Regions from separate parts of the Gossypium hirsutum genome. Here region 1 is linked to region 2. Evidence: chromatin contacts called from public Hi-C data. All regions are on one chromosome and are shown on one strand. The core of a region is the stretch at or near the end of the contact, and the rest is flanking DNA. Distances in the headings are between cores, read along the strand shown. Region 1 overlaps LOC107936639 (a long non-coding RNA gene). Region 2 holds the start of LOC107936636 (polyadenylation and cleavage factor homolog 4).

Region 1 (6,660 bases), core at 2,072-4,571, 270 kb before region 2:
CTCTCGATTGGACTTTGCGGCCTGAATTTGATCCATGGTTCAATGTAGCTTATTTACCCCACAGGTGGTTAAAGTTTGTGTTGACACTTACAATTTTGAGGCCCGACAACTATTTCTTTTTCCCCGAAATTGTAAGCATGCAACGTTATCCAAAAAACAAAAAAAAGATTTATTTTGTTAATATTTCTATTTATTTTAAAATTTGAAAATATATTTAAACAAAATTAAACATGTAATTATATTATATTTATTTTGTGCTCATCTATACTCTAAAAGGTATTTTAAAAAGTATTTATTCATTAAAAATTGGTTATTTCACCGAGTGTAATAAATTAAAAAAATTATTAAGTGTATGGTTTTTTTTCAATAAATTTTAAATATTTTATATTTTAATTCATTTTCTATTTTTGCTTTTTTTATTTAAGAAAAACTTAGGCACGAAAGTTTAAGCCCTGAGACTTACATCACATTTGGTTGGAGTGAATGAAATAGGGCTGTAATGGAATAGATATGTAATAGAATAGAACTGTAATCAGTAATTCAATTGTTTAGTTCAAAAAAATAGAATAAATTTGTAATTGTATTCTTGTGTTTGGTTGAATGGAATAAATGTTGTAATAGTATAAGGAAATAAGCTTAAATGACCAGGATACTCTTAACAGAATTTTTATTAGGTATATGATTATTATTATTGCTATTAAATTTTAATAGGATTATTATTAAATAACATTATTAGTATAATTATTATTAAAATATAATTTAATAAAAATCATAATATATAATATTTGAAAAATAATATATAATCCATTTTATTATTTTTAAACTGCAATGCTTGCATATTTAAGGTGCTAAAATATCATTAGCAAAACAAATAAATTTAGTGGATTGATTATCAAAGCAAGACTCTGCAAACATAAATTAAGTTTAAATTGCGTAAATAATTCTCATTTGTTTTAATTTCTTCCAATGGTTCTAGTTGTCTACCTAGCCAAACATATATTCACATAACAAGTTTATTATATTCTGTGAGTGACTTGAAATTTTAACTTCTAAGATTAAACTTCCAGGCTAACAATTATTGTAGATGAGATGGGTTTTTTTTTCATGTTATGTCCTAGTTTGTCTACTGCTCTAAGCAATGCAATTGAAATATATAAATGATGTATGATATTTCAAATATATAAGAATATATTTGTGTTAAATATTTGTATATGATAATAGAGAAAAGCTATCTCTAATTGAATGACAAAAACCAATTTATTCAAACAAAATTATGCTTTTGAGTATCTCTTTATCTACTGATTCAACCCAAATGATAATAAAGATTTTACAAAGAGAATGTACTTAGAAAAAGACTATGAACATGAGAAGAAAAGAATTCAATAAACAGCAATATTAAAAAGTACCCAATAACCCTTTCTTTCTTTTTTCTTTTTTTGCTTTTGTACCAACACTACCAAAAATTTGCTTACACAAGAATGAAGAAATGGAGCTATACAAACAATCTAGAGGCTTGCAACATGCCCAAAATGTCAACATCAATGGGTGAAGAAACAGTTATTCTAGGCATGAATTTTATTCCAAATAATTTGATTTATTCTCGAGATGGTAAAGAGTAGAAATTTCTGAAATTTTGTGTTAAACATGAGAATCAAATTGAGTTGAACAAGTGTAGGGAAAACAAATTGAATACTAAAATAGGGTCCCATGAGAAAACAAAATGACTAATACATTTCCGTTCGACATGATAAATGAATCTTACCTTGAAAACACAACACAATGGGAAAAAAATTAAATTCTAAAGAGAGTTCAAGTCCTAAACCAAGTGATCAAATCTGATGAAAAAAAAAATAAGAAACTCATTAATCAGATCCAAGAACATTTCTATAAGGTTGACAAATGATCCAAAAAGCAGAAAGAGCGAATCAAATAAAGTCAATTTTAAGTACAAGAGTCAATGCACCATTCTACTTAGCTCCTTAAATGTCCTGATTTCTGTTTTGGCCCATAACACTGCCTTCGATCCTACATACAAATTGAAGGTACCTTCTTAAGAGATGAAGGCTTCACTGCAAACTTGTAATCAATTGAAGGCATTTTTTTTAATCAATTTCCAATCAAAGATCTATCAGTTGAGTTGAGCGATATATATGCTGGACTTGTCATTGTAGCTATAAAAGGATTGAAATGGCAGTAATGGTTGAAGCATAGAAAGCCTGTTATGTAGCACTGATTGTGAGTAGGGACTAGTTTTCATTTCTATACTTTTTTTTGTTGTTTTACTGATGAATTAGATGGTTTATAATTGAACATTAATCGGCCAACTTGTAAATCCTTGAATTTTATTCGAATTCAATTAATTAATTCATACCTTGATATGCATAATTATTTATCTCACAATACACAATCCTCATCTTCAAGGATCTTCATCATCGTTCGTTGTAGTTCATTATTTAACTCTGTTTCTTCCCTTGTTTCAAAAATGACAGGATCTTTAGGAACATAAAGGACCAATATTTGACACCCAATCAAGAGAAACAAAGATGAAACATGTTACATTAGAAGATAATAGAAATGAAATATTGAAAACGGAGTTGTATGCAATTCTTTTAGCCATTATCTAATATAGGTACATTGAAATAGTAAAAATCCAGAAAAGAACCCACAAGCGCAATTATACAATAATTCCATTGAAATCAACTTTAAAAGCAGTACATCCATATACACAATAAAAAAAAGTAACAATGAATAACATAAAATAGCAATTTCAACAGAAACTACTGAAAAATAAAAGATTCATATTAATGCAAAAGGTTTACAATTTGATAAAAGAGTATCAAATAAACTAAGAATTGGGAGATTAGATCTATAAACCAAAACCCATTATAAGAACATGTACAGATCTAGGGGATTTGAAATTTGGATCCAAATTAAAACTTACCGGATCTTGGATCCTGCGAGACGACTCAAAAAATGCTTCACCTTTTTTTTTTTCAGTGGATTAAGCTATCAAGAATTTCCAATTTGAAGAGAAAAAGAGTTTTGGTGTGTGATGCAGATAGGGTTAGAAGGAAATGTGATTAAAAAAATGTTTAAATTAAGTGTAGAAGAGATTAAGCTGGGGAAGAAACACGGAAAAAAAATCAAGGATTTAAGAAGTGGGAAAGAAAGGAGAATAGTGAGGGTAAAATGAAAACCTTGGCTAATTTGTTATACAACCCATGTCCTGAATACTGAATGGTGTGATGCATTTTCAGTTGAATAAACCCATAATGGAATTTGGCTGAAATAGCTTATTACAACCAACCAAACAATGGTTTGGTGATGGGCCCACTGAATTATGTTGTAATGCATTGCTATTTCAGCCAACTAAAGAGGCTGGAGTAATAAATGATACGATCCCTCTTAGAGATTTGAACTCCGAGATTCAACCCACTTTCGTTGAGCTTGAGCTAATCCTCATGGGTTTCATTTTCTATTTTCTATTTTTTATGAATTATGAATTTATTTTATTTTAACTTTTATAATGAATAAAAGCATAATATTGAAATCATCAATCAAGTGGAACTGTAACAAAATTTAATATTTGTATTGTTTTTTTAACAAAAATAGATATTTGTATTCATATCTATATTTATATAAACCTTAATTGAATTGGTGTTGCTCGAATTTCGTACACACAATTATACATATTATAACAAATAGTAATGGGATCATTCTCTAAATACTTATCATCAACGACTATTACTCTTAATCCTATCTAAATAACGCAGAGTTTTTGGATTTGTCACGCATCAGCTAAAACATGATAGGATGCATACTTGCTACACACAAGACTGATCAAGAGAGCATTAAACTTCTACCTTACAAAATCACTTCCTCAAGTACTAACAACCCATAAAAAAAGCATGAGCTTCCACTTGGAAGATGGTAGTAATCCTCAACCCTTTAGAAAAACTACTAATCCAGTAAGCATTCGAATCCCTCAAGATACCGCCAATCACAAAAGAGCCTATATCAATATCCATTAATACATTTGTATTAAGTTTGATCCAACCTTCCTATGAAGATTACCAAGAAGCATGAGTATATCCTCAAACCATAATACTCTAATTACTTTTTGTGAACATAATGTTTGCGAGCCCAAGCCATTCGCGCCACTAGAGTATGCCTTTGGTTACTATGAGCTTCATTGGAAACATAATCATTCCAATTTTTCCAAACCATCCAAAAGACAATAAGAAACAAAGTAAACCATTTGACCCTCGCAACCTCAATACCTCCAACTTTTTTGAGGTTCCATATTACCCACTGATTTCAAGGAAAACTGAAAAAGTCCTCAAAGTCGTCAATGGTATGATTAGTTTCTAAAAGGCATTTTGCACAATTGGAGTCACGCAAAACATGGGTATATTAGAAATTAACAAGAGTACATATCAAAAAATCAATCATAATTGCTTGTATATCTCAAGTCATCAGTAGCTTTATATACAACAGATAGTAGCTTAGTAACTAACGTAACAAATTAAAAGAAACTCAGAAACTGCTAATTGTGTTGAACTACCTAACTAAAAATTGTTAGTTGATATCCTCCCTACTTTCTTTTGAAAAATCAGTAAGAGCTACATCAGTAAGTTGATCTCAAAAGCGTTGAAAACTCTTAACGGTTAATGGTTTAGTAAGAATGTCTGCAGAACTTTGTCACAAACAAAGTGCAAGTCTATTTCAATATGTTTGGCTCAAACATGAAGAACATGGTTTGCTGTGAGAGATCCAACACTCACATTATCACATCAAATTGTTGGCACTCCAGTAAAGACAACCCTAATCTCTGCAAGCAAAGACTGAAACCACGCAAGCTCAGAAGTAGCATCTTCTAGACTTTGATATTCTACCTCAGTTGTGGAATGAGATATTACATTATGCTTTTTGGATGACCAACCAATAAGATTAGCTCCAAGATACACACAATATCTAGACATGGATTTTCTATCCTCTAATGAGTTGGCCCAATCTGTATCTGAGAACCCTGTCAAAGTAACTGTAGATGGTTAAAAATTCAACCCAAAATCAAGAGTTCCTCTAACATATTACAGAATTCATTTCACTACACACTAGTGAACATCATAAGGAGAGTGCATATACTAGCTGACCTTGTTAACAATAAAAGAAATATCAGGTCATGTCAAGCACAAATACTATAGACCACCTACAACCTGATGATACAAAGTGCAATCTGGCAACTTTGTTCTAGAAAGTGAGGAAAATGTAGGAACACTCACCATCGGGGTAGGAACTGATTTAACATTACTCATACTGGCTCATTCTAGTAACTCACGAGCATACTTCTGCTGCGAGACATGCATATTATTCGCACCTCTGGTAACTTCAAGCTCAAGAAAATAATGAAGATCACCAAGGTCTTTAAGAGAAAACTGCTGATGAAGAGTTTGAATCACATCATTTATATCTACCTCAAAAGCACCTGTGACAAGTATATCATTTACATAGAGTAGTAGAAACACTCAACCGAAAGAGGTCCTCTTAAAAATAAAGAAGAATAAGCTCTAGAACTCTGAAAATACAATGTACTAGTCAAAAAACTTCTCAGTGTATCAAAACAAGCACGTGGTGCCTGCTTAAGCCCATACAGTGACTTTTTTAGCTCACACACTAACTGATTACCCTTTAAATCACAAACCTTAAGCTTAGGAGGTTGTCACATATATACCTCTTGAAGTAACTTGCCATTCTAAAAAGAATTATTTACATCTATTTTTCGGATCTTACACTACTATGATTACCATAGCAAGCACCATTCGAATTGTATTTTCCTTGACAACAAGACTGAAGCTTTCATAGTAATCTAAACCACTAGTTTGAGAAAAACCCCGTGCCACCAATTGAGCTTTATTCCTGGGTACACTGTCATTATGATTCCTTTTTATTTTAAATAACCATTTACATCCCACCAAATTATGATGAGCTGGAGCAGGTACCAAATCACATGTGTCATTCTTGATTAAGGCCTGAAGTTCCTCATCAACAGCTTTCTGCCACGAAGGAATTGTCATGGCTTCATGGATACTCTTAGGCTCAGTCACACTCAATTCAACAACATAAGTCTTGGGCTTAAACACTCCTACCTTACTCTTAGTAATCATAGGATGCACATTAAAGGTAAAGGAACTTCATGAACAACAGTGACTTCTAGCATTTGAGGAGCATGCTTATCTTGAGAATGTTCTGCAACATTAAAGTCCATAAATTGTAAACCACCACTGGAAGACAGAGAGCCACCTACAACATCAGAAGTCCCAACAGAGGGTGAGGTCTCAACTATAACACAAGGTGACTGCACAAATAAAGGCAAAGTTGTTAGTAACAACTGAAAACCAGAAGTAGAAGCCATTTCAAAAGAACCAGACAGTGATTGAGCAAAAGGAAATATTTGATCATCAAATTTCACATGTTGTGTAATGTAGACTCTGTCATGATGATTAGCACATTTATACCCTCTGAATTGTCAGCGTAACCCAAAAAAACACAATCGGCTGAACTATACTATAGTTTGTGACGGTTGTAGGGCTGAAGAAGAGGATAACACCTGCAATCAAATACTTTAAGAAATTAAAGATTTCGTTGCTTACAAAACAATTT
Region 2 (6,146 bases), core at 3,142-5,641:
AAGCTATAAGACTTCGTAATAAGAATTGCTTATAAATATATTCAATGCGAAAGGTTAAACAGGTATGTATTCCAAGTTTATATGTGAGCTTGATTTGCACTAAATCATAAGGTAGTTATGTGATGCATACGAGAGCAATCTATGAGACTATTCCTATGATTATGTGACGTTGGATCAGTGTGAGAGGTTATGTGAAATCATACGATATATCTATGTCACATGAGCTCACTTTTATGTGAAAGTTTATCTGCCTATTGTATATGATGAGATGTGCATATTCCCTAAAGGGATGGTATGCCCGAAGGAAGAGTGAAATAAAAATACGAACAACTATGTTATAATTTGATTGTTATCTGTTGACACTGCTTAAAACTTACTAAGCATTAAATGCTTACTCCGTTCTTTGAATCTCTGTTTTATAGATTTTGGTTCGTCAGCTATCGGACTCGGGATTTTTGGAAGTCGAAGTCTCCCACACTATCAAAGCCCCCTTTTGGTACAATTTTGGTTGAACTTTGAAATGGCATGTATAGGACTACCCATTTGTTGTTGGTCATGTACCCTTCGGTTTTGTGTAAATTTGGATAGCCATGCGAAAATGGCTTAAATATACTTTGATCATAGCATTATAATCGTTTTGTATGTTGTCCGTCGAGAGGTATGGAAATGTTGGTAACGGTTAGCCATGGGAAGGGTTATTCTTGATCACTTTTGGAATATGTATGACACACTCTAGTTGATCCATGGAGGATCATGAAATAGGTAAAGTTTACCTAAAAAAAAAAACAGATGCTGGCAGCAGCAGTGAAGTGGATGTGAAAAATCACTAAAAATAGTAGGAATGGAATTAAATAGTGAATAAATTATGTAAGTGAACCTTGATGAATCTATTTTCATAGGAAAGTAACGAAACGATCATATGGACAGTATGTTAAGAGATATTCAGGTTCTCGTGAGACAGGGCCAGAACGGTTTCTGGATTCCCTGTTCCGACTTTGGAAATTCATTATAAATTAACCAGAGATAATTAGGAGTCATGCCATATATGTATAGATTCCTCTCTGAGTCTAGTTTCTATAGAAACAAACGGTATCAGTATTGAAGCTCTGTGCAGGGAGATATCCAAATCGTAATGCATGAAGGTTAGTGTAGTCGCACCCTGTAACAGGGGAGAATTTAACGAATAAACTGTACTAATTGGCCCGACCAAAAATTCTAGAAAAAAATATGTAGATGGGCATATGAGTCTAGTTTCAGGGAAAAATTACGAAACTGATTTTCGAGTTGTGAAACTCAAGATATGATTTTTAAGGTGACAGTGACGCAGTTAGCCAACTGCCTGGAAATTTTTAAAATGGACTGCGATAGTAAGCGAATTTAGTCTGTGAACCCCTCGTGTCCGACTCCGGCAACGGTCTCGGGTACGGGGTGTTACAGATTGGGTTTGGCGTGTTACAATAAACTTGTGAATTGATGATAGTATATGAACTTATGATGATCTTGTATGTATTTGGAACGAATTGGTGATGTTTTGGATATGCTATAATGCTTAACACATTTGTATACTTATGCTTGTTATGCTTTTTGTCATGACATTATATGTCAAGCCTTAGCCAAAGGTATGCCAAATCCTTTCTGGTAGTAGTATGCTCACCTATGAGCAAGGTAATTATTGTAATTTCCATTCTCCATTTGAATTTACTAAGCATTAAATGTTTACCTATGGTTGTGTTTTTTCTACTTGTAGATCTCTAGCTTGCGGAACTCACAAAGTGACATCACACTATTATCAAAACAGTAAAAATATTTTCATTTTGGTATCTAATGTTGTGGCATGTATTTAGGGTCCTTTGATATGTAAATGGTCATCCCTAATAGTAATTGTCAATATGGTATTTGCACTTACGGTTATGTTTGTATGTTAAGCATGAACTATGGCTTAGTTTATGCTTTGTTAGATTCATGTTAAAGCCAATTGAATTCTTGGTTTCCAAATTGCATAAGCATTATGTGTTTGAACTTGAAAAAGGAGTGACTTGGTATGACAAGGTTGATAAATGGCTTGAATATGCCTAGATGAGAATATTGTGTTTTGTGTCATATTGATTACTTGATTTTAAATGTTAATTTGCTATATTGGTATAAATTGGCATGAAATAATTTTTTTTATTTTATTTTGGAAAGAACTCATGAATGTATGAAGGTGTTTGGTAGGAAGCATGGAATGTGTACCAATGTGATTTTTTGTCAAAATAGGGACGACGTCGCAACCACAAGTCCTCAACATCATGACATAGATCGATAGTGAATGGAGTCACGACATCGAGACTTCTGAAGTCATGACGTAACTTACTGATTGAAGACGTTGTGACGTGAAAGCCATGATGTCCCAACGTCAACTCATAGATTTTGAAAACTTTTCAATTAAGTCCTTAACTGACCTTGGGTTAGCAAAATAGTTTTTGGAAGCTCATATAAGACCCAAAAATGATTTCATATCATACTGGAAAAGTGTTTTATACTAATTATCATGTTGGAATGATTGAATTGTATTGGAATTTGTTGTAGTTGCCCCAGTAACGAATGTGGCATCCTGAAGCTTGGTCTCGACAATCGGGTCGGGGAATGGGTATTACAATACTAGTCTAGAGAAAGGCATTAGACTGACTAACTTGGGAACCGACACAGACCGATTGAATAACTTTTTTATTTTTAAAATATTTTTAATTTTATGAATTTTTAATAATTTATTTAATAGAATTGGACGGATTGGTAGAATTAATCGTACCAGTCAAATTGATTGAACCAATCAAATTAATTAAATCGGTTGAACCAACAAACCCATGGCATAATTATGGAAATTATAAATTAAAAGTCAAGGGTTTATAAATTAATTTTGTGGAAATTATATAAAATACATGAAGTTTCATCATTGTTTTCAATAATGGACTAAAGCGACCGATTAGACCAATTGGATCGGGAATCGATCGGGGTAAGTCCAGAATAAGGAGACATATTGGTTGACTCGTGAATCAGCCGAATTGATGGTCAAACCGATTTTTATCTATTTTTTATTTTTAATAATTTATTCAATCGAAACAATTAGATCAATTGAACCAGTGGATCTACCGACCCAATTCTAAAAACCTTGAGCTTCTTTGATGACATATTATAAGTAAAATTAATACTTTTTTTGTTTGAGTTTTGATGTCAATGTGAAAGAAGAGAGAACAAAGTTCTCATATTTTTTTAATCAATCTTGGATTTTGAAAATTCTAAATTTTAAAATGAATTTTAAAATCCAAAAATTAACTCTTGACTTGGATTTGCTTCGGTTCAAACCGAACTTTTTATTTATTATCCAAATAAAGAATTTGATTTTTTAAATTAGAATCCAATTTTTTTTACTTAAGTTATGGAGAAATAAATTAAATCCAAGCTATTATATCAATATGGTAAGTAGTCATTAGATATTAAAAAAATTATTAAATAAAATTATTAAAAAAAAATACATTTTGTAAGGCTAAGGTAAATATTTTATATATCATATTATAATTAGTAAATGATACATTTTATATCATATTAAGGTGCTAATGAGGCTCTAAGTCTTAAGTACATAAGTTCAAGATTCTTCATGCACAATTAAAATGTGTGAATTTTTGTATCCTATTATGAACTTTTATCATGTGTGTGTTTTAAATCAATGAATTAGTTTATAGTATGAATTATTCCATTTTTAGTCTATTTGTACTTTAATAATTTAATTCTACACAAAGTGGATGGTCGGAAATGAATTTTATTATACTTTTACTTTATTAGTTCTAGCATTAGTTTTAAATTCCTTTTGATAAATTAATAATTGATATTAAATTTATTTTTACGCTTAGTACAATATATAAAACAAATATAGGGATAAATATCAAAATCATATATGAACTATGGTTTAATGTGCAATTGTTTATATGAACTTTGATTTTGTGCAATTTTATACATGAAATTTAGATTTGATCCAATTATTGTAAAGTATTAACAAAATTATTGATATAACATCATTTTATGTTTATATATTGCATACATAAATAATTATATTGATCCAATATAAAAATAAATTGATGTATTTATTTCTTTAAATATATATAATTAAATTAAAATTAAAATTTCAAAAATACATTTGAATCATAATTAGAATTTCACATATTATATACAATTATACATTAAATAAAAATTTATATATAATTTAGTTACAAATAATTGTTGGGTCTGGGTTGATTTGTATTTATCCTTTACAGGGCCCAAAGATAAGCCGACCAAATAAGGCTATAAAATATAATATTTTCCGTTTTACATTTCCCGTTTGAAATCTTAGGCCCTCCCACTCACCTTCTGGACTGACCTTTGCATTATTGGACATCCACAATCTCCATATTTACAATTAGCCTCTTTTAACCTTCCTCCTTTCTTTATCTCCACCCAGCCTCTCCCTCTTCTTTCAAATTCTTCTTTCTGAAAATATTTTCTCTGCATTTTTTCTTTTTGATCGATATTCTTTGTTCCTTTACCTTTAGAAATTAGAATTAGAATTAGAATTAGAATTAGAATTAGAATTAGAATTAGAATCGTTTCTTTCTTTTTTCTTTTTCTTTTTCTCTCTCTTTTTTTATTTTTTTTATTTTTTTATATATGATAATCCATAGGGTTTTATTTTGTTCCCTTTCTTGTATAGGGTTTTGGATTTTTTAAAGTTTCGATTTAGGCTATTGTAATGTTGTAATTTTCCCCCTTTTGGTAAATTGATATGCTAATTTGACTGTAAATGAGAATAAGAGTGATTATCGATTTAGGAATTTAGGGTTTTCGATTTGCTTACATGGAGAATCCGCGTAGATCATTTGATAGATCAAGAGAACCTGGTTTGAAAAAACCACGGTTAACTGAAGACCTCACTCCGAACCCTAATATCCGGCATTTTTCTCAACGAACGAACCCAGTTGGTCCCGCCTCTGGTTTGAGATTCCGGTCCAATGATTCCGACACCAATGATTTGACCCGTGGCGACGGTGGAGCTTACGAGCCACAACCAGTGTCACATCAGCAGCAACACCACCAGCAGCAAGAGTTAGTTAGCCAGTATAAGACGGCGTTAGCTGAGCTCACTTTTAACTCGAAACCAATTATTACTAACTTGACAATAATCGCTGGCGAGAATGTTCATGCCGCCAAGGCCGTTGCTGCAACTGTCTGCGCTAATATTCTTGAGGTGAACTCAGTTTTAGCTGTGCCTTATGCATTAAAGCTTTCTCTTTCTTTTTGAATTTGAATTGTACAGGAAATTGAATTGCAAGTTCTATACTGTCGAAAAAACGAGGAAAAAGTATAATTTGGATTGTAAGTGTAAATTGGGATTAATGGATTCCTTTTAGTTTTGCTTTCATCAATGTCTGTCTCGATCTAGGCTTGTTAAAATGTTTTGCACAGTTATTTCAAGTATAAAATTGGGTGATGAGAGTACAATAATGTTGGTTAAGAGACAAATGCAGGAATGATATGTTGTGATATGACTTCCTAGTCTATGCGGTTCCGGTCTAAGGCCATGTTGCCTGCAAATGTCTTCTTTCATTGGATGTCTGTGCTATTTTTTCATGGATCTAATATGTTTCTGATCACCCCAGAATTTGTAAACAGCTGGCCAATGAATTATAGAGACTGTAAACATTACAGGCGTATGTTGAAATGGAATATAAAGAGAGTCCATATATTATGAAACTTATATCTAATGAATTGTATTGGGTTAGGAATCTCATTAAGCTATTATATCCATTTGTCGGGGTTTTCTCACATCAATATCCTTATATGGCCGCTTCATTTCATTTTTCCTTCTCAAGTGAGTATAGCGCTTTCCTACTTACATGTCATCATCTTTTGCTAGCAATGTTTTGTTATTCTACTCAAATCACATTTTGTTTGGCGATATGAGTAAATAGAACTAGAAATGCTAATGCCGTTGTGAATGCTTATGTTGAGCACCCTGTTGCTCCCAGTACTCATTGGTTTTCCATTGGCAAATCGTAAAATATTGCTTTCTAAGTCTACAAAGTATATAATGGTGCCTCTGATGTTAATTGCTTGGATCTGAAAGAATGCTTTCT

Evidence for each region. A called contact is a pair of places that touch in the nucleus more often than the background predicts.
Region 1: a contact with region 2 is called in a Hi-C map of leaf, with 4 times the contacts expected there. The contact joins the enhancer-like site here to the promoter of LOC107936636 in region 2. A contact is called at or near these places in 16 of 34 Hi-C or Micro-C datasets (anther, callus, fibers and 3 more).

Annotation. Positions count from the first base shown.
Region 1 is chrA04:59,379,987-59,386,646 of Gossypium_hirsutum_v2.1, reverse strand. LOC107936639 (a long non-coding RNA gene) reads right to left here. Exons shown (of 5, transcript XR_005925633.1): 3 at 5,283-6,607; 4 at 2,942-5,029; 5 at 1,673-2,025. Among protein-coding and RNA genes, the nearest start is that of LOC107936639, 5.9 kb to the right of the region's middle. Within about 2 kb of position 3,321, at least 7 of the 9 cell types and tissues checked have an H3K27ac peak or open chromatin away from gene starts, as enhancers often do. A contact at or near this core is called in fibers, hypocotyl and leaf, where this site is marked.
Region 2 is chrA04:59,112,431-59,118,576 of Gossypium_hirsutum_v2.1, reverse strand. It overlaps LOC107936636 (polyadenylation and cleavage factor homolog 4), which reads left to right and starts at 4,391. Exons shown (of 10, transcript XR_005925659.1): 1 at 4,391-5,257.